Regions from separate parts of the Sus scrofa genome. Here regions 2 and 3 are each linked to region 1. A link is a contact called in public HiChIP or PLAC-seq and promoter capture Hi-C data. All regions are on one chromosome and are shown on one strand. Each heading gives the region's core, a stretch centred on a gene start, on an enhancer-like site or on the middle of the called end of the contact. The rest is flanking DNA. Distances are from core to core; before and after follow the strand shown. Region 1 has its middle 25 kb from the start of AFTPH. Region 2 has its middle 100 kb from the start of SLC1A4. Region 3 has its middle 40 kb from the start of VPS54.

Region 1 (3,375 bases), core at 528-3,027:
TTTTGGAATCTATAAGGAGAGCAGGGTAGGAAATGAGAAACCTTCGTGCCTAAGGTGGCATGAATAATGGGAACAAAAGATTTTAAATGCAAAGTTCAATCCCTTGTGTTGATTGGGATTCAACTCCAGGGCATAGTGGGGCTTTCAGGATTACAGTGGGTGGCCTCTTACATGAAAGGAATTCAGTGGAACTCTCTTACCCCCAATCATTGTCCCCATCTCATTTGTTTAGCTATACCAAGCCTGGTTCCCAAAAGCAATGTGTCCTCATCCTGTGTAGGCCTCAGGGGGCTACCAATGGTTTTTAAGCAAGAGAACTTCATCATCAAATATGACTTTCAGAGCATTGGAATCAGTGCTGAGGATGGAATTAGAGAAAACAGAGGTGACTAGCCATCCAGATGAATCCTAACCAGTGACTGTGGAGGAGAGAGGATAGAGATTATTTAAGAGATAGAATAATTAGGATTTCTTGGCTGGCTGAATGTGGCACAGAGTAAAAAAATAAAAAATAAATAGCTAGAAAGTTTCTTGTTTAGGAGATTTTGTGAATGATGACACCACCAAAGCAGACTAACAACATAGGAGGAGGAGCATTCTGCAAAAAAGGAGAGATAAAAAGCATGAGGAACACTTTAGTGAAAAGTGCCACATCATGATGTGTCCTGCTACAAGTGCAGGGGACAGATAATGTTGCTAACGAGGGTCACTTGTTGCCGCAATGGTTGGTTGTGAGTTGACCTCCAGCTGCATCCTGTGAGGTTGCTCTGTCTCACGTCCACGGCCGGTCTTACATGCAGATCTCGCCCCATGGCATGATCACTATGGCCATTAGAGGAACTCTGAGACTGTAGGAATGGGGCAGAACAGGCCTAGAGCCACCCTTAGAGACCCACCTAGGAGGCCTCTCCTACTGACAGTGGGCCTGGCGTATACCACTTTCATATGTTCTAAATATCTGGAATTTGGGCAGAAATCTGCGGTAGTGGGAAACTGAGCACACCAGGGTAGATATTCTGACTGTTGTGATCATCCTCAGGCCCTAATCAGACCTCCCAGCCTGAAGGATGAAGAGGGAAGAGGAGTCCTTTCCAAGCAGACTAGTCTTCTCTCCCCACCCCAAACACCTTCTACCCATGTCAGAGCCTCTGCTGCTTCTTCTTCCTTGCCCCCAAATTGTCTTCCTCCTCCACACTGGGCAAGTCTATTGGCCAGGCAGCTTCCTTCTGAATGGCAGTTACTGCCTCCCTCTGGACTTGATAGGCTGTTTGCTGCACAAATAGAAGGCTTTTGTTCAGCTTGGGGTTTTTTTTATATTGATTATTTACTTTCACCTTGTTTTAAATAAAAGTTTGAGGCACCCTGCAGTATAATTTTTTTTTTTTTTAAGATAATGGAAGGACTGGCGGATGCCTTGCTTGGGGCTGACTCCGAGGAGGAAATGTCGAGGCGCCCCCTTCTGGCAGGTTTTGCTCCTGCAGCCTTCTGCTCCGCCGAATGCTGCAGCTTTTGGGAGGCCCTGCGCTGTTTCACGAGGGAGAATCACCCAGCTTCAGAAAACGCTCTCGTTTTCTGAAACAGTGGTCAGTGTCTCCTGCTAGACTGACCATGTTTAAAATTCATTCCATCATTTTCTGCCCTTCTCTCTCACTAGTTCTTGCACAGATCTTCAAACAAATATTAATTTGTTCTTCCGTGGAACATTTCCTGGGCCCTGACGCTGAGGCAGCACTTTGCTAGCAGGGTGAGCTTTCAGGCGAATGAAGCGCACTCCCTGCCCCGGGAGTCCGGCATCAGCAGAGCTGCCCACTTTCGGTAGTAGAGCCCTCGCCAGCCCAGGCTGGGAACAACTCAGAGTAAAAGAGCTCCCCTGTCTAGGGCTCGGACTCAGGCCCGTGGGTAACTTTAGCGTCTATCTAGAATTTTCAGGAAATGGGCGTATTTAATCGGGAGTTACCTTCCTTGTTATCCTGGTCCTTCGTCTAGGCTGAGGCAGAACGAGGCTGCCCCCTGCAGGTGGGAAGAAAAGGTACGCATCCTGAAGGGGGCACTCCTAAGCTCCTCCTAGGTGACCTTCATCGCAGAAGCCTCCTTCCACTGGGCGGAGGTAGACTAGAGCAGCGATGCTTGCTCGACAGGTGAGCCGCAGACGAGCGGCAGGGGCAGCACCTGGGAACTTGTTAGAAAGGTGAATTCTCAGGTCTTACCCTAGTGCTACTGAAAGGCAACTCTGGGAGTGCTAAGTCCCCCCTTAGCAAACCCTCCAGGGAATTCTGATACACCTCAAGTTCGAGAACCACTGGTCGGGAGCGAGCAGCGTAGCCACTTCCAGAAGCTTCTAGATTGCTTGGCTTCGCGAGACTTCGTCTCTCCTGCCTCATATCAGCCTCAGAACCACAGCATTTCAGAGGTACCTACTGCATACCCCTTCCCTTTACAAATAAGAACAATGAGGCGCAAGGGCGTGTGGTTTGCCCAAGACAATCCTGTCAGGGATTCTCCCCTGTGCCTCCCAGATGACACCAGAGGAAAAGGGAGGCCAGGGAAGGTGACTCTCCCAGGGTTCCTAAGACCTACCTGCTCTGGGTTTGGGGGCTCTCTCCTTTCGCCGGTATGTCTCTCCCACGCCGGTGCCTGAAGTACCGGCAGCTGTAGACCCACGGGATGGGTCTCTCTCCATCCCTCGTCTTGTCTTGGGCGGGCGGTGGGGGGTTTGGGGGGGCGGCGTTGATGTTCCCTTCAGCCTTCTCCTTTGCGATTGCCATAGTCCTGCCTGCAACTCATTCAGAGACCAAACAGGAAGGGCCCGGCTGTGAAAGGATCACAGCAGGATTTGGTTTTGTTTTTTATCAATCTCCAGGATCTGTAACTACTTGTCAATCACAGAGAGGTAGGAAGCCACCAGAAAGAGGAAAACACATTCCCTCTCTGCGGGGTCATGGGGTACAGATAGATGTCTTTGCTGGTAAGTGCCAGTGTCTTTTTGGCAGGTTGGAATGAAGGAGATGCTCTGCCTTCCTCTCCTCGAAATGTCCAGATGCTGATTTTCTAGAAGGGTGGTGAGGGGAGGAGAAAGAGAAAAGGAGTTCCTTGGTGGCCTAGAGGTTAAGGATTTGGCATTGTTACTATTGTGGCTCAGGCTGGATCCCTGGCAAGGTCACACCAAGAAAGGGGGGGGGAGAATAGTATCTTTATTAATATGAGAATGTTTGTTAACATCATCAGAGGGGTTTGGTCCCCAAGAGATTATACCTTGAAGACACAGCTCTCTCTCAAAGACTGGTAAATTGATCAGCCCCTTTTCTAAGTGCTGCACTCAGCCACAGAGGGTCCTCCTGTACCTCTCCATTTATTATGGCCTTTGCAACAGGTCCA
Region 2 (3,375 bases), core at 382-2,881, 380 kb after region 1:
GCCTGCACAGTAAGAGGGTTTGAACACTTGAACGCTGTCACTCCAATTCCTTTGAATTAGTGGGTGCCACTGACAATTATGAATCAAGGACATGATATGTTCAAAGTAAAGGCTTTAAGATGATTAATATGGCTGAAGGGTATACATTTCTGAGTGTCTTTAACTAAGTGCTGTCCCCTGGGGGCACAGAATTTTAGAAGACAAAGACATCTAGAAGAATCTGGGAGCCCAAGGGAGCTGGGGATCTGTCCCCTTGGAGCGAGATGCAAGAAAAACCCATTATCCAACCTTTTAGGGACCAATATTGAGTTCCCAGTTTTGGAAGATCTCCCTGGGTAATTAAGGGTTTGTTGAGCTGCACAGCAGGCACTCGTACACGTGTTAGTGCGCTGGTGCCCCGTGTTCCTTACACCTTCCCCCCAACACACACGCACACACGCACACGAACAAAGAAATTGCTTTTTTTCACCCTGTGACTGAACACAGCTTCAGCAGACCCCCAGCTACGGATATCCCCGACCCAGCTCCTTGCCTTCCCAGCCCCCTCCACCCAATTCCATTGTCAGAGCGGAACAAAAGGCCCAAGGCATCCTGGGTTAAAGGATTTTAACTCTGCCAATCCCAGGAGGCTCCAACAAGAAGCAGCTTCCTGCAGGAGAAAAGTGACTGAGACATCTCCCCAGGGGACAGGGTTTTTTTTTTTTTTTTTTTTTTTCCTTTTTTCCTGGTCTGAAAAAAGAGAACCCAGCTGTCAATCAGATACCACCCCCCGCCCCCGCCAGCTTCCCTCCCCAGCCCCCACCCCGAGATTAGGAGCTTTCTCTCCTAGAGAACTCCCAGCAGCCTAACGTGTCTTTAGGTCTCTTCGCGGATGACTTCTATTTATGGCTGTCAGGCTTCCATCCAAGCCCTAGGGATGGTGCCCGCCACCACCACCAGACAGGACTTTCCCTCCCTCTGCCGCGCTCCTCTTCGTCATCCTGCCCCTGCATCCCTGCCTTCACCCTGTGCGGGTAATGCTGCCCTGAGCGCCCCGATTGCCCCCCCATCCCCACCTCCGCGACCACGCACCCCTGGTCCCACCCCTACCCCCACCCCACCCCGACCCTCGGCGCCATACGACGCTAGGGGCCAGGCGGCAAGCTGGGGCTGTCCGGCCGCTGAGGGCCATAGGTGGACCCTCCACCGACCCGCGCGGCCACCAGCTCCTGAACTTGGCCGAAACGAACCTGTCTATTGTAGCAAAAAGCTACGGGTTTGTTGGTTGCTAGCAAGGGCGTTTGCAGGACCGAGGTTCGGTGTGCTTTTTTCCACGTGCCTCTGTCCTAACCGGTGAGTAGCATCTGGTGAGCCCATGCTGGCTGTCCTGACTCCAGTCCCAGAGGTTTCCGGGACAAAACTGCTTTTGGTGTTAGACCCCTTTTGCTCTTTCTGGAACTAAAGTTCAGTATGCATTTTTTTTCTTAAGTTTTTCACTTAGAAAAGATACCGGGTAAATTAGAAACATGTTTGGGAAAGAAGTGAGCAATCAATGCTGGCATTTAAACGACACAAAAATGCCCACACCAGGCCACACGCCCAGGCGGACACGGCGCTCCCGGCGACCGAGCAGCGCCCTCTGGTGGGCTCTCGGGGGGCCGGCCGTCCCCACCCTCAGTCTCCTGAGGGAGCGCGGAGAGCAGCTTCCCTGAGGCTGAGGAACTCGGGACCTTTCTTGGAAGGAAGGGAATTCAAACTGTGCGACGCCAAGGTCCTGGGAGATGCCTTTTGTGGTTCCGGGGCTAGTACCCAGGCCAAGAACCTGATGAAGGGGCTAAAAATCCTGGTTCCATTCTCAGTGGCTGCCTGCTTTGATTCTTTTAAAAATTGAAATGCCTGGAAAGAGAGTAACCCCTAAAACAAGGGCAGGTGGCCGGCTCCGTCAAAAAATCACCAAGGTCACCACCAAAAGACACGATTCAACCATGGTATATACGTTATGTATGGCGGTAACATTTAATAAGTATCATTAAATGTATTATTAAACATTAATACTTATTATTAATAAGTATTATTAAATTCTTTAAAAAAAAGAATCTTTTTCCCCCTGTTAGTAGTTCCTGGGGGCATCCTTTTGTACTCTGAACAGCAGTGTTATTTTAGGCTGCCCCATCCCCAGTAGCCATTTCCTCTCTTTCAATTTGCCCCTAGTATTCTAGTTCCTTGTACATCCTACATACTTCTGCCCTTTGGCCAGCTTCTCCTCATCCTCACAGCTGCTACCTAAGTTGAGGTTCACACAGCTTATTTTCTGGATGGGGGGAACTCCAGTGAGAGCAGCTGGAGCCAATCCATGGCACACAGGATCCCAGGTCCACAGGACTGTCTTGGATCCTCTTTCTGCCCAACATGCAACACCAGCATGTCTGCCAAGAGGTGGCCACCTTCCCGTGGGCAGTAGAGTACTCCTGGTTTAGCTTCTCTAGCTGGAGTTTCTCCCCAGAAGAGTATGGAAGGCGGAAGAGGTGAGGGTGCTGGGTTTCTGAGAAAACAGGCAGTTCTCCCCCAGCCCCCCATTCTTTTCCTCTGAATCTCTTTTCCCTGTCTGAAGGGTTTCTACCTATCCATACTGTCTGGTGGGAGTTCCTCCAGCTTCATACCTTCCTTCTCTTTGAGCTATTTTCTGCTGTATTTATTGCTACACAACAAGCCACCCAGTAAAGAAACATGTATTTATTTGCTCCTCACTCTGTGGGTCAGCTGGGCGGTTTCTAGCCTGGCTCTGCTGGGCCTGTGTATGTGTCTATAGTGAGCTGGCAGGTCCCTGGATGGTTTAGGATAGCCTCACCCACACATCTGGTGGTTAGCACACTGTCAGCTGGGGTGAAAGGGCGAGTGGACCACTGACCAACAGTTGAGCCGACCCCAGGCTTCTTGCTGTAGCAGTGGGGTTCCGGATGGGGAGAGCAGAAGCCACAAGGCTTCTTGAGGTCTAAGCTGGGAACAGGCCACCCTTGCTTTTGCCACATTCTCTTGGTTTAATTGAGTCACCAGGCCGGGACAGACTCAAGAGATGGGGAAGCAGATTCTAACTCCTGATGAAAGGCACTGCAAAATATTGTAGTCATTTTTGCAACCCCCATACTAGCCCTCTTTTCCCTTGGACACACTACCAATAAGTCAACACTTCCAAGGTATTAAATCCCTTATTGGCCCCTAGGACAGGCAGCATAGCTCAGCACTGAAACACACAAGTCCAGCAGTCAATGTGCCTGGGTTCAAACCCACATTTATCAGATGTGTGTGTGACCCAGGAAAGTTACCTTACCTTTCTGGACCTCAGTTTTCTAATCTATATAAATGGAAGTTGTTGTAAATATTAAACAATCCATGTTA
Region 3 (3,375 bases), core at 638-3,137, 370 kb before region 1:
GGTACTAGTTACTAGTTTTTAGCTCATATCAAAGAGAGCTTAGTTTTTAGTTTTGAAAGCACAAGAAATATATAAAGATTATTGGTAATTGTTTTATAGAGTGCCTGAAAAATCAGTAAAGTTGCCTCTCTTTTTATATCTTGCCTCTGAGCAGCCCTGCCTCTCCAGCCACACTTAAAATGAAAGAAATCGAGTAAACAACTTTTAGCAATCAGGGAACCTTAAAATAGCCGATGATCTGCAGCAGGTAAAGCACACAGCAGCACACATGCAATCATTCAAATTTTGTACCTGGCAAATAAGGCTAACAATTTATACTTTGATCTGACTTGATTGTCTGAAAAAGCAGCTTTTCTGTGACATAAATATAGATGCTAGTTCTGTCTTGCAGCCAAGTTTCTCTTTAGAAAGCCACATTAATCTTATGGTTCCCTTACATAGAAACTAGTAGAAATGAATGATTTCTTCTAAATGGGAATCTAATAAAAAGGTATCTATGAGTGCTTGTCAGGTTAAAAAATGTTGTCTTTCTCCTTTTCTCCTTTGGATGAAATAAGTTGGTTTTGGTCCACACATACATACTGTTTATTATGCGCCAGGCACTGTTTAACGCAAAAATATCATTCTGAGGAAGGCAAATCAAACTCTTGTCCAAGGTGGTTACATTCCAAGTGAGGAGGAGATAGGTAATAAACATGTAAATAAATAATACAATTTCAGGAACTAAGGGCTACGAAGATAAATAGAGTAATTTGGTCAGTGGTACCTGGGGTGGGATGTGGCTGCTTGACGACATCTGAGTTGAGGCCTGAAGGCTGAGAAGGAGGCAGCAGTATGACAATCTAGGGAAGAGTTTTGCTAATAAAGAAAGAGTAAGTGCAAAGGCCTTGGGGTCAAAATGAGGCTGGTGTATTTGAGGGCAGAAAGGTGGGCAGTGTGGCTGGAGCAGAGTAAGGGGGAAGGTTTGGAAGGAGATGAGGAGGTAAGGCTGAAGAGGGAGATGGAGTCAGTTCAAAGAGTGATAGGAAGCTATTGGAGGGTTTAAGGCAAGGAAGCTGGGAAGTGATAAGATCTAAATTATATTTTATTTTATTTTTTAATTTTTTTTATTTTTTGTCTTTTTGCTATTTCTTGGGCTGCTCCTGTGGCAAATGGAGGTTCCCAGGCTAGGGGTCTAATCGGAGCTGTAGCCGCCGGCCTATGCCAGAGCCACAGCAACACGGGATCCGAGCCGCGTCTGCGACCTACACCACAGCTTATGGCAACGCCGGATTGTTAACCCACTGAGCAAAGGCAGGGACCGAACCCGCAACCTCAGGGTTCCTAGTCGGATTTGTTAACCACTGCGCCACGACGGGAACTCCTAAATTATATTTTAAAAGATAAGTCTGGCTGCTTTGTGGAGAAGAGATTGTAGGAAGTCAAACATAGAAGCAAGGAGACCAGGGAGGAGACAATGGCAGAAAGTCCAATGACAGACATGGGCTTCTACTGCTGGCCCATACGCCGCTTTGGTGACTATCAGAAAAAGTCTCCCCTTCCCTTTGATGGTTCTGAATAGCAGATGGATATATGGGGTGCGAAGAAAAGAGAGGAATCCAGAATGACTCACGCTTGTACTGCCTAACTGGGTGGATAATGGCAGAATTCACACAATTAGGTTTTGCTTATACTCAGTTTGCGGACCATGAAGTTTTCACATGAAGTGGGTGTACCCAACATCACAACTGAAAACTTGGTAACATTTACCACACTGACATTGGCTTCCTCTGAGCACTGGAAACCTTATGCTGATGTAATGGAGATAACATTTATGAGATACTCAATCAGCATGTTTGCCTTCCCAATCAGCCCTGTCCCCATGGCTCACCCACCCATTGAGTCAATGTCATGCTTTGAGTCACGGGGAGGAAAAAAACCCAGCCAAGAGTGCATAGGTCATCATTTAGCTTTGAGTTTCAAAACAGGATTTAAAAAAATTCATAGGAAGACAATAGTTTGAAATTAAGTGCTTTTGATTCGTAAAAGCCAGACTTGGCTAAATGAAAAATATATGTAACTATACACGGATGAGGCGGAGCTTGGAGGACTGCCCCCACCCCAAGCAGGTCACAGACAGTGCCAGGAAGAACACAGGATGTGACGTGAGAGCCATTTTCCCATGACTGTCAGGGAAGATAAAAGTTTAAGCAGCAGCCAGGAAGCTGTGAGAGTCAGAGGGTATAAGCACAGGGTGCCCCAGAGGAGGGGTGGCGGAGCCCTAAGTTCAGGAGAGGTGTGGACCCTGTGTTCCCCTTTGGAACCAGGCCAACTGCAGAGAGGTGGAAATGTTAGGTTTGGGCAACCAGAGGCCTGGAGACCGTGCTCCCAGTTCCCGGGTCTGTGCGTGGTTGTCAGGAGACCCTGTCGGGGAATGATGGAGGTTGGCGGGGTGAATGGGCTGGAAGAGGCCTGGCCTTGGGCCAAGAAGGTATAAGGTGTGCGACCTTCAGATCCCAGTGAGTAGCTGGAATCACGGTAACCCAAAGGCCAGAGAGAACAATTTACTCACCAAAGCCTTGAGGCCAGGAAAGCCTGGCAGTTGGCAGGCCTTCCCTGCACCTCCCCTGTAGTGTGCCTGCCACCTGGGCAACATTCGGGGAAAGGGAAGGGGAGAGGAGAACCCTGGGATGAGAGAGAAACCCCGAAAGCCAGTGATTTCCCAAGGGAGACTGGTTTAAGGACCGAGGTGTTTTTAATTGGCAAGATCGAGTGTTTTCCACCTACATCAATGGGAACTTTTGAGCAAGAAGTCATTATAGACAATACAGTTACTATATATATATATATATATATATAAAACGTTTGTAAATCTGATATATTTTTTAATGTATCCATTTCAAATTTGCCGCATTAGAAAGGTCTGTATTTTCGTTGCATGAAGAAAACGCAGTTTCTGCACCTCCAGAGGGGGGAGGGGAGGGCAGGGATCAATTCTGTCAACACTGAATGCCTCCAGGGAGGGTAGCTGGGGGATAGAGGTGAAAGATTTATTTTTCACGGTATACCTTTTGTACCTTACTGCGTTTGTACCATGTGTAAGCATGAACTATTTAAAAAATAAGAAAAATAAAAGCTTCTGAAATGAAAAAAAAATGCTGACGCACAGAATCTAATATGCAGTGCTTGACAATGAACATTCAATACTTTTCATCTTACCAGGAATCTTCGAGCCACTTCTCCTCCTTGGTGTGTCTTGGGCTTATCCCTTTGCTTTGTGCTGATGTTGGTTTTGTAAGCTGTCTTGCCCCTGCGGCTAGCCGGTGGCTTATCCGTGCTTTGTACCCCAAACACAGTGCTGCCATCCTGTAGGTAGACCGTCCATTATCCAGGGGA

What was found. Promoter capture Hi-C pulls out the DNA fragments that hold promoters and counts their contacts. HiChIP or PLAC-seq counts read pairs in DNA pulled down with a chosen protein or histone mark.
Region 2: a contact with region 1 is called in an H3K27ac HiChIP or PLAC-seq map of alveolar macrophages. The contact joins two enhancer-like sites. A contact is called at or near these places in 2 of 47 Hi-C or Micro-C datasets (blood and liver) and 1 of 2 datasets of contacts at active chromatin or transcription factors (alveolar macrophages).
Region 3: a contact with region 1 is called in a promoter capture Hi-C map of liver, with 6 times the contacts expected there. The contact joins two enhancer-like sites. A contact is called at or near these places in 1 of 5 promoter capture datasets (liver), 24 of 47 Hi-C or Micro-C datasets (adipose tissue, alveolar macrophages, blood and 14 more) and 2 of 2 datasets of contacts at active chromatin or transcription factors (alveolar macrophages and skeletal muscle).

What each region holds. Positions count from the first base shown.
Region 1 is chr3:77,445,828-77,449,202 of Sscrofa11.1, reverse strand. No RefSeq gene overlaps it. Among named protein-coding and RNA genes, the nearest start is that of AFTPH, 25 kb to the right of the region's middle. Within about 2 kb of position 1,777, at least 46 of the 83 cell types and tissues checked have an H3K27ac peak or open chromatin away from gene starts, as enhancers often do. A contact at or near this core is called in adipose tissue, alveolar macrophages, fetal liver and 6 more, where this site is marked.
Region 2 is chr3:77,069,822-77,073,196 of Sscrofa11.1, reverse strand. No RefSeq gene overlaps it. Among named protein-coding and RNA genes, the nearest start is that of SLC1A4, 100 kb to the right of the region's middle. Within about 2 kb of position 1,631, at least 41 of the 83 cell types and tissues checked have an H3K27ac peak or open chromatin away from gene starts, as enhancers often do. A contact at or near this core is called in alveolar macrophages, where this site is marked.
Region 3 is chr3:77,814,058-77,817,432 of Sscrofa11.1, reverse strand. No RefSeq gene overlaps it. Among named protein-coding and RNA genes, the nearest start is that of VPS54, 40 kb to the left of the region's middle. Within about 2 kb of position 1,887, at least 27 of the 83 cell types and tissues checked have an H3K27ac peak or open chromatin away from gene starts, as enhancers often do. A contact at or near this core is called in adipose tissue, alveolar macrophages, fetal liver and 6 more, where this site is marked.